2 separate regions of the Sus scrofa genome follow, and region 2 is linked to region 1. Evidence: chromatin contacts called from public HiChIP or PLAC-seq data. All regions are on one chromosome and are shown on one strand. The core of a region is the stretch at or near the end of the contact, and the rest is flanking DNA. Distances in the headings are between cores, read along the strand shown.

The links. HiChIP or PLAC-seq counts read pairs in DNA pulled down with a chosen protein or histone mark.
Region 2: a contact with region 1 is called in an H3K27ac HiChIP or PLAC-seq map of alveolar macrophages. The contact joins the promoter of PHKA1 here to the promoter of HDAC8 in region 1. A contact is called at or near these places in 1 of 5 promoter capture datasets (liver), 1 of 47 Hi-C or Micro-C datasets (embryonic fibroblasts) and 2 of 2 datasets of contacts at active chromatin or transcription factors (alveolar macrophages and skeletal muscle).

The regions. Positions count from the first base shown.
Region 1 is chrX:58,447,681-58,453,663 of Sscrofa11.1, reverse strand. HDAC8 (histone deacetylase 8) reads left to right here and starts at 3,054. Exons shown (of 11, transcript XM_021080459.1): 1 at 3,054-3,508; 2 at 4,044-4,096. The coding sequence starts at 3,284.
Region 2 is chrX:58,580,035-58,586,017 of Sscrofa11.1, reverse strand. PHKA1 (phosphorylase b kinase regulatory subunit alpha, skeletal muscle isoform) reads left to right here and starts at 2,802. Exons shown (of 32, transcript XM_021080697.1): 1 at 2,802-3,308; 2 at 4,327-4,485. The coding sequence starts at 3,231.

The DNA.
Region 1 (5,983 bases), core at 1,805-4,304:
TGGTGTGAGGCAGGTTTTTAAAAGTGGCATGATCTGATTTACATTTTGTAGAAGCTCATTCTGGCAGCTACAATAGAATGGATTGTAAGTCAGCAAGAATGGAAGTAGTAACCAGTTAGATACTGCAGAAAGTCCAAGTGAGAGATGACAGTGCCGGGACCGGGTGGTGGCAGTGCAGAGGAGAGAAGTGGATGTGTTTAAGGCTTGGAGGTGAAACCAATGGAAATTGGATTTAGGAGGGAGAGAAAAAGAGGGAATACAAATAACTCCCAGGTTTCTGGCTTAGGCAGTGGAGTAGATGCTGCTATCTTTACTGAGCCGTAAAAGATGGGGAAGGGGTAGGAAAAACCTGGATAGGAAAATCAGGAGTTTGGTTTGAAAATGTTAAGTTAGAGATGATGATTAGACATCACAGTGGAGAAAGCCATGTTCCCTTGGGTATCTCAGCCACTCTTATGACTTCTGGTATCCCTTCTTTACACGGGGAAATAAAAGGGGTTAAGCACCTTCCCTGCCCTCTGAGTTCTTCCTCCTCATTTCCCTCTTCCTTATATTGATACTACTGGCCTTCTCTTCAAAAGAGTTCGAGTTTTCAGTGATTCTCCTCTGCCTCCTCTCTCACCAGTATCCTTGTACTTGTAAGTAAGGAAGTCCTGTTGAGCCTACCCTGTGCCTTGTTTCTCCCTCTCTGTTTCCATTGGCCCTACCTTGCTTTAACTTATTATTACTTCCTTTCTGAACCATCGCAGCACTCTCACTGCCTGTAGTCTTTCAATAACCAATCTTCCCTACACACTATTGCTGTAGAAATCTTTTAAGATTTCTAGTTCAATATCTGCCCATTTCCCACAGGATGAGGTCTATTTTCTTTAGCTTAGAATTCAAAACACTTAAAGAGCCGGCCCCTTCAGTTAAGCTAGACTAGAAATGTTCTTTTTTTGTTTTTCCTTATGCCATTGATTCTAGTTAGCATGCCCTCTCCCGGCTCCCTTCTTCACCCAGTAAAATCCTATCTCTCTGCTAGGTCCTTCTCAGATGCCACTGAATAAGAAACCCCTCTAGTTACCACTTACTAAGTACCAGTTAGTAAGTACTTAATGCTATTTATTAAGTAATCTAAGAATACTACATTTATTACCTGACTCTGCATTGCATAGGGCTTCTTGTGTATTTGTCTCAACTCTACAAGTATGCAAATTCCCTGAGAGCAGAGAACAGATTGTAATTCATCTTGAGGATTGAATCCTCAACTGTACTGTACACTTAGTTAATATCAGATAAAATTTGGTAAATGATTGAATGATTGCAGAACTTTGAGTTATTTGCTATGGGAAAATATTAAAGCAGCATGTGGGCTTACATTCTACCTAAATAACACATCTCAGGAGGAAAAAAAAAAAAGTCCAGAATCCTAAGTATTGATAGCATACTAAATGGAGGAATGAACAAAGTTAGATTTAACACAAAGTCATCCTGAATGAATCAAGGTTATATAGTAAAGGGAATGTTCAAAAGCTTTAGCATCAGGCAGGGTTTTGATTTTTAATTTTTTTTTTTTTTTTTTTTTTTGTCTTTTTGCTATTTCTTTGGGCCGCTCCCGTGGCATATGGAGGTTCCCAGGCTAGGGGTCGAATCGGAGCTGTAGCCACCAGCCTACGCCAGAGCCACAGCAACGTGGGATCCGAGCCGCGTCTGCAACCTACACCACAGCTCGCGGCAACGCTGGAACCTTAACCCACTGAGCAAGGGCAGGGACCGAACCCGCAACCTCATGGTTCCTAGTCGGATTCGTTAACCACTGCGCCACGACGGGAACTCCCAGGCAGGGTTTTGAATTCCTACTTTTCCGGTTGTAAATGTGTGACTTTGAACAGTTATTTTCTCTATCTAAACTACACCTATAAAATGGGCATATTACAACCTCCTTTCTAGGACAGTTGCAAGGATGAAATGAGATATTTCATATGCATAATAAATGCATATTGTAATATTCAAAAATGTTTAAAGAGTAAAATTTTATTTTTTTACTTATTATTTATTTATTTGCTTTATAGGGCCGCATGTGTGGCGTATGGATGTTCTCAGGCTAGGGGTCAAATAAGAGCCTGCAGCTGCCGGCCCGTGCCACAGCCACAGCAACATGGGATCCGAGCCGCACCTTCAACCTACACCACAGCTCAGGGCAATGCCAGAACCTTAACCCACTAAGCGAGGCCAGGGATCAAACCCATGTCCTCATGGATACTAGTCAGGCTCGTTACCACTGAGCCACAATGGGAATTTCCAAGAGCAAAATTTTAAAAGCAAGCCAGATATTAAAGAAGGTAAGGATATTGGGTTATCTGAGAGGTGTTAGTAAGGTCAGTTCCGGTTGATGTGAGAGTTGGGGACTTGGGCTTTGGCTAGTTTGCATCAGATTATAGCAGCCCCCGGGGAACCTGGAAATACTGATGGTAAATCTAAACTGCTTCAGGATGCTCTTTAATGTGAACCCTTATACTAAACCTAAAGTATTTCCTTAACCCTTGCATAACTGCAGAGACAAAAGGAGGGAGGGAATTTTCGAGGAGTGATTTTTCGAGGAGTAATTTGACATCATTGCTTGACTGGGATCTAACAAGCATTTTACAGAGTACCAGGCAACCTCTCGGGAAAATACTATCAGCTTTGCCAGAGTAAATTGTTGAGATTGTTAACTCTTATATGGACATAGATTGTTAATGATGAAAAGCATCGAACTAAGTTTGGCACAGAGCTGACCTGTAAACTTTTCAAACCTTTGTACCATGAATTAGTCCCGCACCTAAAAAAAGCCCATCTGATGTAGTTGAGTGGGCTCTTAGTGGCCACGTTGGGTCTGTCTTTAAATATTTATATGGGTGTATTTGCAGATTGAGACAATTTGTAAAGAGTTGAGGCTACTTTTTTTTTTTTTTTTTTTTTAAGCACTAAAACTCAAATTCGTGGCTATTTTAGTAATTAGCCCGGCTCTTCCTCTACTCAAAACCCTTGAAACTACATCTCCCAGAATGCTCTGAAGCTGGTCTGACCTCATCTCAAATGGCCCCGTAGGGCAACAAGGATGGTTAATTTTGACCGTGCTTATTTGTGCCATAAAATATCGATCCTAACTGGCAGCTATTTGGGCTTTTCTATCTACCGACCTCCAGTTTTTGAACTGCAGCCACTAAATGAAGGGGTTCTGGCCTGAGAAGGCTCTGCATTCCTTCAACTGGATGGGGAGCGGGGACGGTGTCACCGGCGATTTCAAGAATAGGAGGGAATGTTGACCAGGGAGCACCGCTGCGGCCGATCAGAGGAGCAGGAACCGGAGCCCGGGCTGAGTCCGAAAAAAGCCGGATCCGGACGGTGGCTCCGAAACGGCTGTAAGTGGAAGATGGAGGAGCCGGAGGAACCAGCGAACGGTGGGCAGTCGCTGCCCCCGGTTTACATTTACAGTCCCGAGTACGTTAGCATGTGCGACTCCCTGGCCAAAGTCCCGAAACGGGTAAGAAATGTTGGGATGAAAGACCATGGGTTTGGCGGTTTGTTGGCGGGGGGTGGGGGGGGGGTCGGTGTACGGGAGGACACTAGGAAGCGGAGAGGATATAGGACTAGGGAAAATCTTCAGCAGAAATTTGGGCGGCTGTACCAGGTGATGGGGGAAGTGTTCCCTTAGAGAGTTTCCTGAGACCGCAGAGGGGCGTCCAACGGACAGGTGGGGGTGGGGTAGAGGTGTGGGGGAGGGGATGGCACCGAGGGGATGGTGTCCTTACTGTCAGGAATCCCTGAAATGGAGAGAAGAAGCTGCAGGAGAAAAGCGTTCCATCACCCGGATAAGGCCTGATATCGTTCGCCTTAGCAGTTTAGATACTTTGTATCTGTATTGTCTAAAGTGCTTTGTAACTGTTAAGTAAAAAGAAGCAAAGGGCATTAAAAGTTAGTTCCTTTGTTCAAGATAATGAAGATGATGGGATTTCTCCCGACTTAAACTTTTAAGAGACTATTTGCTATTTTTTTTTCTTTTTTGCTGATGTTTTTAGGCCAGTATGGTACATTCCTTGATTGAGGCATATGCACTGCATAAGCAAATGAGGTAAGTTATGCTTTGAATGGCTTTGATGTTCATAGCCTTCACTTCCTGCTTCACAGGGGGGCTAATCAGAGAGAATGGTCCTTTTTAAAAAGTTTTTTTTTAATTCTTATTTTTTGGTGATTCGCAATATTTGTAATCTACCTGTGATCTAATAAAAGCTATCAGAGAATTAAGAAAACTAAAAAAAAGTGCAAGAAGCAGTTAAGATATAGGACTTTATTGCTGGGAGGGAAAGTATCCTGAGGACAGGTGTTTTGTGGAGGTTTGGGGGTGAGTACATTTGGGTACTAAAACCTATATGATAGAATAAAAGATTTTCAGCTGAGGGTGTTCTGGTTTGGGGTGTTTTTCCCTAAGCCAGATCTGAGGTATGGGTTCCACTTAAGACTTTTAGACATACCATCACCACTACCAAATGTTAACGATGAGCTGAAGACAGTTAAGACCAAAGGAAATTCCTGGAACCAAGGCCAGAACTCAGTACAGTGCTAAGGGCTTCTTTAAAAAACATGAACTTGCTGTTTGTCATTATCAGAGTCAATATTAGAACCCTGACACTGGAGTTCCCATCGTGGCGCAGTGGTTAACGAATCCGACTAGGAACCATGAGGTTGCGGGTTCGGTCCCTGCCCTTGCTCAGTGGGTTAACAATCCGGCGTTGCCGTGAGCTGTGATGTAGGTTGCAGACGCGGCTCGGATCCCGCGTTGCTGTGGCCCTGGCGTAGGTCAGTGGCTACGGCTCCGATTAGACCCCTAGCCTGGGAACCTCCATATGCCGCAGGAGCGGCCCAAGAAATAGCAAAAAGACAAAAAAAAAAAAAAAAAAAGAACCCTGACACTTGTGACATTTTCTGACCATTAGGTGAGTGTCAGAATGCTGGCTGGTGTGATATGCTTCATTTATCTCTCAGAAAGTAATGTAATAGACTTTAAAATTTTATCCTATTGTTAATCAAATCATTTATTAAGTACCTTCTTTATGAATAATTTTCAACCATTTCAACCCATATGTTTGGTAAACAGAAAAACTATATGCCTTCCATTAAAGTTACTTAACATTTCAAAAAATTACTTTAAGACAAAGAAGAAATCAAAGCAAAGCAAAACTGTCTATAATTCCCTTGCTGCTAAATAGGGAGGATTTCAGTAAGGATTTGTTAAAGAAGGAAGGATACTAGAAGAGGGAGCACTTAGGTTTGGGAAATATGGTTCAAGAAACTAAAATTTTTATCTTAGTGGGCAGAGTTGTCGCCTATGAGGGCATAGACATTTTCTCAAAGAAGAAGCAAGACTCCTTGGATCCTGTCTCTGTATATTTAATTTTTGAGGCTGAGTCTGCTTGATGAAGGTAGTAGCCTGTATAGCCATATTAATTCACAAGAAACTCAGAGGTATGTTCCCTTTCAGCATAAAAAACAAAAAACAAAAAAAATCACTACTGCCTCCCTGTGGCCTAGGTCATGCTCTTCCAACTTAAATGTGCATGTGAATCACCTTGTTAAAATACAAACTCTAATTCAATAGGTCTGAGGGGAGGCTGAAGTTCTGCCTTTCTAACGAGCTCCCAGGTACTTTGAGTGGTTAGGGCTTGTGAGCTGTAGTAAAGTCAGAAAGAGGATAGGGGAACGAGGCAGCTAGAAGTTAGAGGTGATTAAGCCGTGTTGTCACTCCTGTCACTTCTTGTGAGGAGTTGGTTGAGAGCTTCTGAGTGAAGCCCAGTTCCAACCAGCTTGCACCTTCTCTCCTTATTCTCAGAGGCAGATGTGAGGGACATTTTTGGTTGCCGTTTTTTCTTTTTTTAGGGCTGCACTTGTGGCATATGGAAGTTCCCAGGCTAGGAGTCAAATTGGAGCTTAACAGATAAGGAAACTGAGCTACAGAACAGTC
Region 2 (5,983 bases), core at 1,553-4,052, 130 kb before region 1:
ATTTTGGAGTTTTGCATGGACTTGGAGAACAGACTTGTGGTTGCCAAGGGAGAGGGGGAGGAAGTGGGATGGACTGGGAATCTGGGGTTAATAGATAAAAACTATTGCATTTGGAATAGATAGGCAATGAGATCCTGCTGTATAGCACAAGGAACTATATCTAATCACTTGTGATGGAGCATGGTAGAGGATAATGTGAGAAAAAGAATGTATATATGTATGTGTGACTGGGTCACTTTGCTATACAGTAGAAAATTGACAGAACACTGTAAACCAACAATGGTGAAAAAAAAATCATTTTAAAAAATTTTGGAGTTTTGAAAATTAGTATGATTAAAACTTCCAGGTAATATAAGGGAGCAAATATAAAATATTCCCATGAACCTGGAAATAAAATTTTATTTGAGAATTAAACTATAAAATTAATGTGCAGTGAATCCAATGGCTTCCAGACAGGCGAGACTTGACTATCTTTTGGTTGGATAATTTTGACGTATCTAAAGGAAGAATGCATCCGCAAACTATGGAAATGTAGACAGTGGAGAGTCAGTGAAGCCAACAAAGACAGAGCAGTCTCGTTACCTAATTTTCATGTGCCTTAGTTTCTCCATCTCTAAGAAGGGGTTAATAATAGTATTTACTTGGTAGAGTAATTACGTAAAACAAAATAGTACTTGGTAGGGTGTGAGGCTTATACATTAGTAAAGGGAGGGAATGTAGTGGCCAGGCTAATATAAACTGTCACTGTCCTATTTCTCCTTAACAACCAACATCCTGGTTTTCCCACATCAGTGTCTCATGAGGTAATCAGCATGAGTCAGCCTCCTGAGTCAACAAGTTCAAGGACACTGAGGAGATCAAGTTTCTAAGACTGCAGGACAGAAAGGCCCAGCCTGGATTGAGGTTGAAAGCACCAATGTAATGCCATCCAGCAACAGCTACCTTTGGCATTCCTAATCTAGGATAACTGGGGTGGGGAGTAGGGAAGTTCAATGCGGTAGGAATAAAAATACTAGAAAAATTAAAATATTAACAGGTGGTTGTTTGTAGTGATTATGGGTGATTTGCTTTACTTTTCTGTACCTTCCTAATTTTCTTAACTGACCATATATTACTTTAATAGTTTTAAAACGTTTTTTGCTTTTTAGGGCTGCACCTGCAGCATATGGAAATTCCCAGGCTAGGGGTCGAATCGGAGTTGCAGCTGCTGGCCTACAATGCAGCCACAGCCATACCAGATCCAAGCTGTGTCAGCGACCTACACCACAGCTCATGGCAACGCTGGATCCTTAACCCACTGAGCAAAGCCAGGGATCAAACCCTCATTCTCATGGATACTACTCAGATTTGTTTCCACTGAGCCACAACAGGAACTCCCTTAAAAACATTTTTAAATGATGGTGAGGTGAAGTAAAAGAGAGGGCAGTAGCTTCAAGGGTACACAGCTAGAGAAAGGTCTTTTGAGGCGACAGGCCAAGGAGGAGATTTCAGGGAGTTAAGGACTAGAAAGAACAGGGGCAGTCAAGCACTCTTTCCTCCAAAATGAAGTAGCTTTCCCCGGGAAGACTTTTTCTCCCTTTGTACACCTGGGCCTTAAAGTAGCTTGATATTTGCCAGTCATGGCATTTGCTTAGCCAGTGTATGCAATGGAAATTATTTGCTTGAGAATTTTAAATGTATCACCATATCTAACTATATCACCGACTTGGCCGTTGAACGTTCCAGATCTGAGTTCTCGAGCATTCCCTCCTTCTTCATCACCAGCACCAAATATTTACTAGTCAACTTCCAATGTGCCAGGCTTCACGCTAATTTGGGTCGGGGTGATGGTGGGGGTTGGAACGGAGGAAAGACTAAATTTAGAGAAACAAAAAGATAAACGAAAATGCAAAATCACTGTGGCCTTGGTGAGTTGGCTAAAGAAGGCTTAGAACCGCAGATTCTTAAGTTGGACCTGAAAGGTCAATCAGTCTAAGTCTCTTACCTCGCGATTCCGAGAACAGGAGGCACTTAAGCCTTGCCTTGAAAGACATGCAGTATTTGAATAATCCGAGATCAAGATGTGGGGTTTGGGCCAGTAAACAGACGGAGCAAAGACCCTGGGGCCGGGCACCGGGAAGGGTGTGGACCGACTACTCCTGGGCTAGTGATCAGCGTTACCTACAGGTTTATTTTCTATCTTCTCTTTCTGTCTTTATTTTCAGCTGAGTCTTTGCAGCCTCAGCCTTGTGACCTACGTGCGCACGCGGGAGCCTTCCAAAGCCGCTATAGAATCTCCTCCAGCTCCTCTCCAGCCAAGGCAATCTTGAGCACCGCTCCTTCCCAGCCCAGTTCCCGCCTGGGTCACTCATTTTCTCAAAGCCCACCACTGCCCTCTCCTTCCCAAGCGCGCTGATTCGCCACTTTCTAAGGAATAAAGTAATTTAGGCAGTTGTTTCTACTTTGTTTTGGGTCAGAGTTAAGAGTTTAATCTGAGCTTTGAGTCAAAAGTATAAAATACAATAAAGACCCGAAAATTCCAATTCTTTAGACACCGAAGGCAAAAGGTCGTTCTTTCCTTTTAGGTTTGAAGTTACAATAGGTTCCTAAAATTAGTCCAGCAGAAGAAACAGGTTGCCCCAAATCCTGTGTGTACAGCAAGTGTGGACAACAGAAATAGTCATTTGAGGTGTTTCGAAAATAAACCCTTGATAGCACATTGCATACGGTGACACATTCTCGGCCTCGGGGCCGGTGGGGGCACCAGGGGCGGGGCGAGGGCCTGGGGGCGGAGAAAGTCCCCGGGCGTCGCGCGCAGCTGCAGGGATCCACGGCGTCCGCCCCGCCTCCCGGTTGTCTTTCGCGCAAGGTGGAGGCGGAGTCGCGGCCGGTGACCTGCTGCTGCCGCCGGCCGCACGGAAGACTGTGCCGCGGGTCACTCGGGTCTCCAGGAGTGGAGCAGAGGATGCAGAAGGCACCCACAGAGGCCAGACGAACTTGAGGAAGGCGGCAAGCGGCCCCGGAGGCACTTCGGAGGCGCCCTGGACTGCGAGAGGCTCGGACGCCCGCCGGCGGGTAGTGGCTGCGGAGGCTGTCGTGGCCGGGACAGCCCGCCCCAGGCCTGAACAGCGATAGGGCCTGGCACTTGAGCTTACCACAGCGAGGGTGGAGCTGCGTTGAGGTCTCTTTTCTTGGATAGACCGTGGGCTCCTGTGGCACTCTGTTTCTGAGAGGATTGGAAACCGAGCGGGATGAGGAGCAGGAGTAACTCCGGGGTCCGGCTAGATGGCTATGCTAGGCTAGTGCATCAGACCATCCTGTGCCATCAGGTAACTGGAGGGGTGTCACCTGTGAACTCGGAGGGTGTGGAGTGTGACAGCCTGGACGGAGACCCTAGGTGAACCCGTGTGTGTTGGCGGGGGGGGGGGGGGGCTGTGTGTGTGTGTGTTTTGCAGGTTCTCCCTCCCCCTAGCTGGGGAGGCTGTAAAGGACCCTGAAGAAAAGCTAGGTGTTGGGCCAGGAACAGAACCAGAGTTAGCTGTGAGTTCTGAGTCATGGCTTCTGAGCACTCCCCTGTTCCCCCCGTGCCCGAAACCACAGCTGGGTTCCAGGGGCCAGAGTTGAAAGATGCCGGGTAGATTGTTTTTTGGCACTGCCCCCCACCCCCGACCCATGCTTGAGCTCTGCCTCCTTCCCCTCCCGCTGAAGAAAAGAGGTAGGGGAAATTTTAGCCATCTTAAAACTAGACTGTTGGTGAAGATCTGAAGTACACTGTGTATATTGTTTTGTTTGTTTTTGTCTTTTTTAGGGCCATACCTGCAGCATATGGAAGTTCCCAGGCTAGGGGTTGAATTGGAACTGTAGCCACTGGCCTACACCACAGCCACAGCAAAGCAGGATCCGAGGCAAAGCTGTGACCTACACCTCACCCAATGCCAGATCTTTAACCCACTGAGCAAGGCCAGGGATCGAACTCACTTCCTCTTGGATACTAGTCTAGTCGGGTTCGTTGAGCCACGACGGGAACTCCCCATGTGTATATTGTTAATCATAATTTTTCTACTCTTTTAATGGTGATTTTTTGTTGGTAGTTCATTCTTTCTAACTGAAAAGTTAAAACACTGCCTTTCTTTTAAGAATATCCACATTTCAGATTTAAGTCTTCAGCCAGCTCTTTCCTCTTTTTTGAGATACATGCTTGCACTTAGAAGAAGAGAAGATTATAAAACTTAGGAATGAGGAACTAGAGGGAAAATCAAAGTCCCTGAGTACCCATTTGAAAGATTCTCTTTCCTCATTATTAACACCCTATGGTTACCTGCCTGTCCCTTTTTCTTGTCTTTACAGAATCCAGTGACTGGTTTGCTTCCAGCCAGCTTTGATCAGAAAGATGCCTGGGTCCGGGATAACGTGTACAGCATCTTGGCTGTATGGGGTCTGGGCCTGGCCTATAGAAAGAATGCAGACCGGGATGAGGATAAAGCAAAGGCCTATGAACTGGAGCAGGTACTCAGGATAAAAATACAAAGAGATCTGGAGCTGGAGGGAGGAGGGGCAGGAATGGAAGGAAATGTAGTCCACAGAAGCTAAGAGAAGTGTCCTTTGCCTTTTTCCCTCTTTCTTCACCTTGCTGAAATTACATTCCAAAGAGCTTTCCTGTATTGTACTGAAATTTTTTTTTTTGCAGTGAAAACTTGAAACTTGCTGATTCAGGGGGAGAGGGCACAGTCTGTTCTCTTACAGTAGAAAATCCTATCCTCAGGTCTTTGCTAAAAGTCTGTAATCCTCTTTCCAAGTAATGTATTTTGCAGTCTCCAGCATATTTATTCTTATTGCGAAGAATGTCTGGAGGCAGGTATCTACCATTTTACTTTGTTTCTGAAAATGATAGGTGGTATTTATATGAGCGTAACTGATACAAATTAGCTGACTTTCCCAACTAGACATAAATACTTTATTTGTTGACGTTTACACCTTTGGTCACTGTTTCAGAGTCTGTTGTAAGTCCACCCCACCACCACCCCACTCATGCCCACTTCACCCCATCCTTCTGGAACAAAATAAGGCTAGAGTCAGCAGATGCCTTTAAGCCAACTTTTAAGGCCCTCCCCCCGTAAAGAAGCATCCTCTATAGAACTGTTTAGACACAGGTGCTACATCTGCTTGAATGACCAAGAAAATAACATTCTGGGCTACATGGGACTCGTAATGTTGAGATACTCTGCTGTCAGTTTTAAGGTATATGTGAATTCTTTTCCACTAGTGGGAAAGATTCTCTCCACACCAGTCATTTTCTCACATGGTCTCCGTCAACTTAGACAATCTGAGCTCCATTCTTCATCTATAAATCAGAATATTGAGATTTACTTGTTTTTAAGGACAACAGCATATTATAGGGCTACAGTCCTAGGCAATAGGGAATTTTCACTGTTGTCCTCTGCAAAAGTAGGTATTTGTTATTCCCTCAAGCTATTATTGAGAGGTACTTAGGTCCACCAAAAATAATTATTGGAGTATTTGCTCTATCCCAGAAAGTACAGATCAATATTTTTTGACTTATAGAAAACATACATAACCATTGTAAGAATTTGGAAAATACAGAAGAGTGTTAAAAAAATCAATCTGTAATCCTACTGAAAAAAATCAATCCAAAATCCTAATCCTACTTTAATGTTTTGCTATTTTGACCTCAGTATTTTGTATGTTTTGTTTTGCTAGAAATTAATATTAGTGGAACAATACCCAAGATTTTATACCCAGTACAATTTAACCAATGTCTTTTTCAAAACTATTAAGAGTTAGTTTATGAAAACTCCTTATTGATCATTCTGCAGAGACGACATTTTTCCTTATGTGGTCCAGGAAGAAAGAATTTAACAGAGGAAGGGGGGGAAATGAACAAAAAATTATTCATTCTAAAATTTTAATGTTTTATCAAATGATTTTTCATGCAACACAAAAAATATATTTTCCATACCACCTCAATTATAACCTTGGAATTTCT